Regions from separate parts of the Oryctolagus cuniculus genome. Here region 1 is linked to region 2. Evidence: chromatin contacts called from public Micro-C data. All regions are on one chromosome and are shown on one strand. Each heading gives the region's core, a stretch centred on a gene start, on an enhancer-like site or on the middle of the called end of the contact. The rest is flanking DNA. Distances are from core to core; before and after follow the strand shown. Region 1 holds the start of TEAD4 (TEA domain transcription factor 4). Region 2 overlaps TEAD4 (TEA domain transcription factor 4).

Evidence for each region. Hi-C and Micro-C count contacts between places; a contact is called where the count stands out from the background.
Region 1: a Micro-C map of ear pinna shows a contact between it and region 2, with 3 times the contacts expected there. The contact joins the promoter of TEAD4 here to the enhancer-like site in region 2. A contact is called at or near these places in 3 of 6 Hi-C or Micro-C datasets (ear pinna, psoas muscle and an unstated tissue).

What each region holds. Positions count from the first base shown.
Region 1 is chr9:106,371,986-106,374,746 of mOryCun1.1, forward strand. TEAD4 (TEA domain transcription factor 4) reads right to left here and starts at 1,501. Exons shown (of 13, transcript XM_070049368.1): 1 at 893-1,501.
Region 2 is chr9:106,311,052-106,313,820 of mOryCun1.1, forward strand. The region is part of intron 9 of TEAD4 (TEA domain transcription factor 4); the gene reads right to left. Among named protein-coding and RNA genes, the nearest start is that of TSPAN9, 34 kb to the left of the region's middle. Within about 2 kb of position 1,285, at least 4 of the 8 cell types and tissues checked have an H3K27ac peak or open chromatin away from gene starts, as enhancers often do. A contact at or near this core is called in ear pinna, where this site is marked.

The sequences.
Region 1 (2,761 bases), core at 251-2,750, 61 kb after region 2:
GTCGACGGACCAAACTGAAAGCACCATCCACAAGTCTCAGGAGTCAGGGAACTCCTGGAGCCCACCCCCACAGACACCCCCAAGCCCACCCTAGGCCCATCACCTACAGGCAGAGGTCAGCCTTTCCCCGGCTTGTTCCTCCAACAGGCAGAAACAAAACAACCAAACAGGGTCCACCCACTGGCAGGCCAACTGCCTGCAGGGGACAGGTGTCGCCAGCTCTACTCCTACCTCTGGCCAGTCCCCCAGGGAGAAGGCAGCCTGGAGGTCCACACACTCCAGCACCACACTTCAAAGGATCCTTGTGCTTCAAAAAGCTTATGGGGGGGGGGGGGAATTTTTAAAAAGTAAGTTTATTTCAGTACAGAAAAAAAAGTTGAAATTCCAGCAATCTTTTCATAATAGGCATTTTTCCACGAACCTTTAAAAGAGCCCTTAATATGCATGAATTTCAGGGGGAGAAATGTTTTGCACCGAAATAAACTTTTCTCTTGGTTTCATTTCCCATGCACTTTCTGAAGCACGCCAGGACAACCAGAGACGTGGTCTCCGCCCAGGCTGTGCAGGCAGTAGGAGCGGAAACACACACCTAACCCACCGCCCCCCTGGCTCAGACACACCGCACCACAGTCCAGCAGGGACAGACACACGCTGTGGCTCAGGTTCAACACACACGCACACCTGGGAGGCACGCTGTTACCCGCACCCCCGAAGGGCAGCCCACGAACTCGCTCGCCAGTGAACCCCGATCTGCCAAGGGACCCCCCTTCTCCCCACTCATGCAAGCGCACAGAAGCGCGCGTTTGGGTTGCCGGCTGGCGAAGCAGGCGCTAAGAGTCACAGTTCTCCTTTGGTCTGCTAGCCCCCATCACCGAACTTCAGAGTTTCTCACCCCGTGGAACAGTCACTACACCTTCCTCCAGCGCTGTCTTCCAGGCCCAAAAAGGGCCCAGCAGAAAGGGGGCAACGCGCTCTGGGGTCTTTTCTGGAGCCGCGTTCTCGGTGCGCCCTCTCTCTCCGGTCCTTTCAGCAACTTGGACCCCCGCCCCCTGCGAATCCCTGGCGTCTGCCCCACTCCCCAGACACGTGCGCGCGGCTTTTCCAGTCTCGCTCCGGAGAGAGTTGCTCCCGCCCCGCCGGCCGCCCTCCGGCAAACTCCTGCACAGTCCCGGGCCGCCGTGCTCCCCGGCCTCACCGGCCCGCGGGTGCGGGGGAAGCCGAGGTGCGTGCGCCACGCCAGCTCCCACGCGGCCGCGCTCGGCGGAGCCCGGGACGGCCCGGCCCCGCGCCGGCCGGCCGGCGGGCAGGGGCAGGGGCAGGCGGCGGCCCGGGGCGCCGAGCGGCGCGCGCTGAGGGAGGAGCCTTCCCAGAACGGGACTGACGGGAAGGCACGGGGATCCCGATTCCTGGCGGAGTGAGTCAAGCGGGAGCGGCAGGCTCGCGGCGCGAGGGCTGGCGGCGGCCAGGAACCCCGCGATCCGCGGCGGGGCCGGCGGGGGGCGCGCGGCCGGGAGGGCGGCCGCGCCACTCACCTGACGGGGACGCGGCGGCGCGGCGGCGGCGGCGGCGGCGGAGCCGGGAGCTGCGGGCCCTCCCACCGCTGGCCGGGAGTTCGCGGGGAGGACGCCAGGAATGCGCGGAATGAGGGCTGGAATGAGATGCGCGCGGCTGAGGGAGGCAGCCGGAGGGAGTGGCGGCCCCACCAGCGGCCCTGCGGGGAGGAGACTGGGACGCCCGCGAGGGGGCGGCCGGGCCGGGCCGGGCCGGGCGGCGGGGCGGGGCGGGGCCGGCGGGCGGGGGAGGGGGCCGGCCCGACCCCTCGCCTACGCCTGGCCCTCCGCCTCCTCGCTGCAGCGGCGGGGGCTTGACCCCGCGTCCCAGGCACGGAACACCGTCCTCTCCGCCGGGGTCGGGGTCCCGGGGACTGAGGGCCGGGGCGGGGGCGGGGGCCCGCCGCGCAGGAAGGGCTGCTCCCTTCCCCGCGGCTCCCATCGAAGGACACTTGCGCCGCGAGCCAGGAAGCGGGAACGGCTGGCGGCGCTTGCAGCTCCGCCGCCGCCGGGGCTCCCTCCGCGGCGTCTGCCCCTCGAGGCTCCCCGCTGGGGGTGGGAGAGGAGGGGTCTGCAAACCTGCCGCTACCCTGAGCGAGCAAGTCGGAGAGGGGGCGCCCTGTGAGGTCCGTGTGGCGGGGCGCGAGCCGCCCGGTGGGTTCAGTTAGTGAATAAATACTCAGCGCATCTGCGAGTCTGGGAGGCTGTTCCCAGATGCCGGCTCAGCCAGAGCGGGGAAGACCGCGTCCCGAGGTGGGGAGCGGCACCCTGAAGCGCGACTCTGCCTTTTAAACAAGTTGTGCCGGAGAAATCCAGCCTGTGCCGGAGACAGCGCGCTCCTGGGCGCACATCCCCAGAGCAAACTCCAGCCCGCTCCTGTCACGTAGCCACTCTGCCGGGAGACCGGAGGCCAATGGACTTTTGGTCCCCACCCCCCACTCCAAAATCAAATCTAACCTTTCTGGAGCAATAATCCCCTAACCTTGTTTTTGCAGTGCTGGTCTGATCTTATCTCCTTTCCCAAACAGAAACTTCCTTGAAGACGGGGCAAATGTCTGATTTATCTTATCTTTCACCCGGCACCAGCATGGTGTCTGGGATGGGAAAGTGCATAATGGATGTTGAAGACAGGGAGGCAGAGAATGCTCCCAGGGCAGGCTCGAAGTGTCCAGGTGGTTTACCCGAGAGGTATTCCGAAAGAAAGAATTGCG
Region 2 (2,769 bases), core at 35-2,534:
TGGGCCCATCTTTCACTGCCTTTCCAGACGTATGAGCGGGGAGCTGGATGGGAGGCAGAGCAGCCGGGTCTTGAACTGGCGCTCCGATACAGGAAGCTGGTGTCACAACCATGGCAGCTGTGGCACCGAGTCACAACACCATCCCTTAATAAATTTTTTAAAAATTTTAAGTTTCTGGAGGGGCCAGCGTTGTGGTATAACAGGTTGAGGCAGTACCTGCAACATCTACATCCCATATGGGCACTGATTTGAGTTCTAACTGCTTCACTTCCAATCCAGCTCCCTGCTAATGACCTGGGAAAAGCAGCAGAAGATGTCCCAAGTGCGTGGGCCCCTGCACCCACGTGAGAGACAGAGAAGAAGCTCCTGGCTCCTGGCTTCGGATCGGCGCAGCTCCGGCCGTTGTGGCCATCTGGGGAGTGAACCAGCAGATGGAAGTCCTCTCTCTCTGTCTCTACCTCTCCCTGTAACTCTGTCTTTTAAATAAATAAAATAAATCTTAAAAAAAAAAAAAAAGACAAATACTACTGAAAAAAAAAACAGAATAAAAACAAGAACTAAGCTCTCGGCAGCGCCACATACTGGGGCCACGTAGCATTTAATAAATGCTACATGAGGCTATTCAACCTCTTGCCTCTGGGTGGCGCCAGGTGAGCGGAGCAAGCACCCCTGGTCAAAACCGAGGAACCTACTCACCCAGGGAGTCTTCACATCCCAGCCCCGCCCCCAGCTCCAATAACACTCAGGGACTTCATCATCACCTCTCCCAGTCACTGGGCCCTCCCAGCCACTCAGTCACTGTTTATCCAGCCCCAGCCCAGCCCTGCTAGGGGCAGTGGGGGCCCAAAGAGGTTGAGGCTGACACTGTTTCTGCTCTCAAGGAATTTATAAATGGGAGGGCAAGTACCAAGGAGCTGGTGGCCCAGCGGGGAAGCAGGGGAGGGGCAGGCAGGAAGGGGGGGATGAGAGAGGGAGAGGGAGGAGGGACAGAGGGTCAAAGCCGGCACCAGAACCTACCTCAGGCAGTGCTGCATCTACCTAGGAGTGGCTGGCCTGACACCCACCCAAAGCACCTCATGTCCCCGGGGCTGGATCCTACTTGCAACCCCATCACGGCTCTGGTGCCACCCTTCAGGCCTCTCCTGTCCACCCTGTATCCCCTGCCCCCTCCAAGCACCTCCTCCAAACAGGCTTAGCTCTGACTTTCCCAGCCCAGGGAAAGAGGAAGCCCCTGCCCCCCACTGCCTGCCCTCTGAATGCCCCTTGCTCCCCCCCTCCACCCTATTCATAGCTGTGCATGCGGGTGGGCAGCTCACAGGCTGTGCCTAGAACAGGTGTGGGGGATCTGGTGACTGACAGCTGAGACCGGCTGTGGGGACCCGGAGGGGCTCAGATTCATTGTCATGTGCTGGTGTGTGCCTGGGAGAAATGTCAGGACCCAAAAGGGAACAGCAGGCCGGGATGGGAGGAGGGCCTGGGCACGACCCCGCCCGGCGGCTCAGCTCAGCCTCTGCTCGGCGTTGTCAGCACCCAGACTGGGGCTGGTGTCCGAGGGTCCCCTTCCCACGGGGACAGAGGCGGCCTCTGCCTCGCAGGCCCTGAGAAACTTGTCCAGGCAGGGCCCTTCCTGCATGCATGCAGTCACCGTTCCCAGCGGAAAGCTTGTCCGGCAGCCCTGAGTCAACCCCCCCAGCAAGAAGAGTAGGAGGGAGGCACGGAGGGTGGGCCGGTGACAACGACGTCACCATCGTCCTCCTCCTCCTCTCTCCTCTGCCCTCGGATCAGCCCTCCAGCGCCTGGGGGGGGCTGGGGCTGAGAAAACAGCCAGGCAGGAAAAGCACCATTTCCTGGCCCAAACAGCTTTCCTTCCTAGTTGTGTGTGGCCAAGTTCACACCAGCTAATGGCAGGGAAAGGAGGGACAGGGCCGGGGGCAGATGCCTGCCGAGCCACCCAGTCTCAAGGCTGGCACAGGTGCATATTTGATCCCGTCACATCTGTCCCCCTCAGGAGCCTCTGCTTTTCCTCCCGATGCAGGAGGATGGACGGGATGGCTGCCAACACGTCCTGGTCTCTGATCTTCACCTGTCCTCAGCCTGCCTGAACTACCGGCTCTCAGGGCTCACGAGAGGAGGGCGGAGCTGCCCCTGCACTGCCAGACCAAAGCCACGGCCCCTTGCACGCCCGCAAGACCAAGCTGCTGACATTTCAGACAGAAACAGAGACGCGGAGCAGATGTACGTGCTCAAGACCAGCTCTCAGGGGGCAGAACCGAGACTGGAGTTTGCACGTCCCGGCTGCGACAGCGCAGGCTGACTGCTGCCCGCCTCGCCCTGCCTTGCCGCACTTGCTGACGGCCGGCCATACTCCCCTGTAGACGGTTCTTGCTCCAGGATCCCGAGATCTGCTGTGGATTCTGACCTCAGGATGCAAGCTCCAGGGAGGGCCAGGTGGGCTGTGTGCACAGGTACACGGCTGAACACAAAGTCCATTCGTGGAAGCTGCCCGCTCCGTCTGCCCCCACACGCCTTTTCCTTCTCTTCCCCCTTTCCTTCTCTCTTCCAGGCTCCCCTAAGCATCAGAGGGGAGAGGACAGGTGGAGAAGAACAAGCCCCTTCCTCCTTTCCACCTGCCAACCTCATCCCAAGGTTGGACAATGCCCCCATTTTCTAGAAGGAAACGCTGGGGTCCAGAAAATGCAAGAAGCCCAGCTGTGCCGCCTGACTCATCTGAGCCACTCCCTGCTGTTCACACACGACAGGAGCCCACGC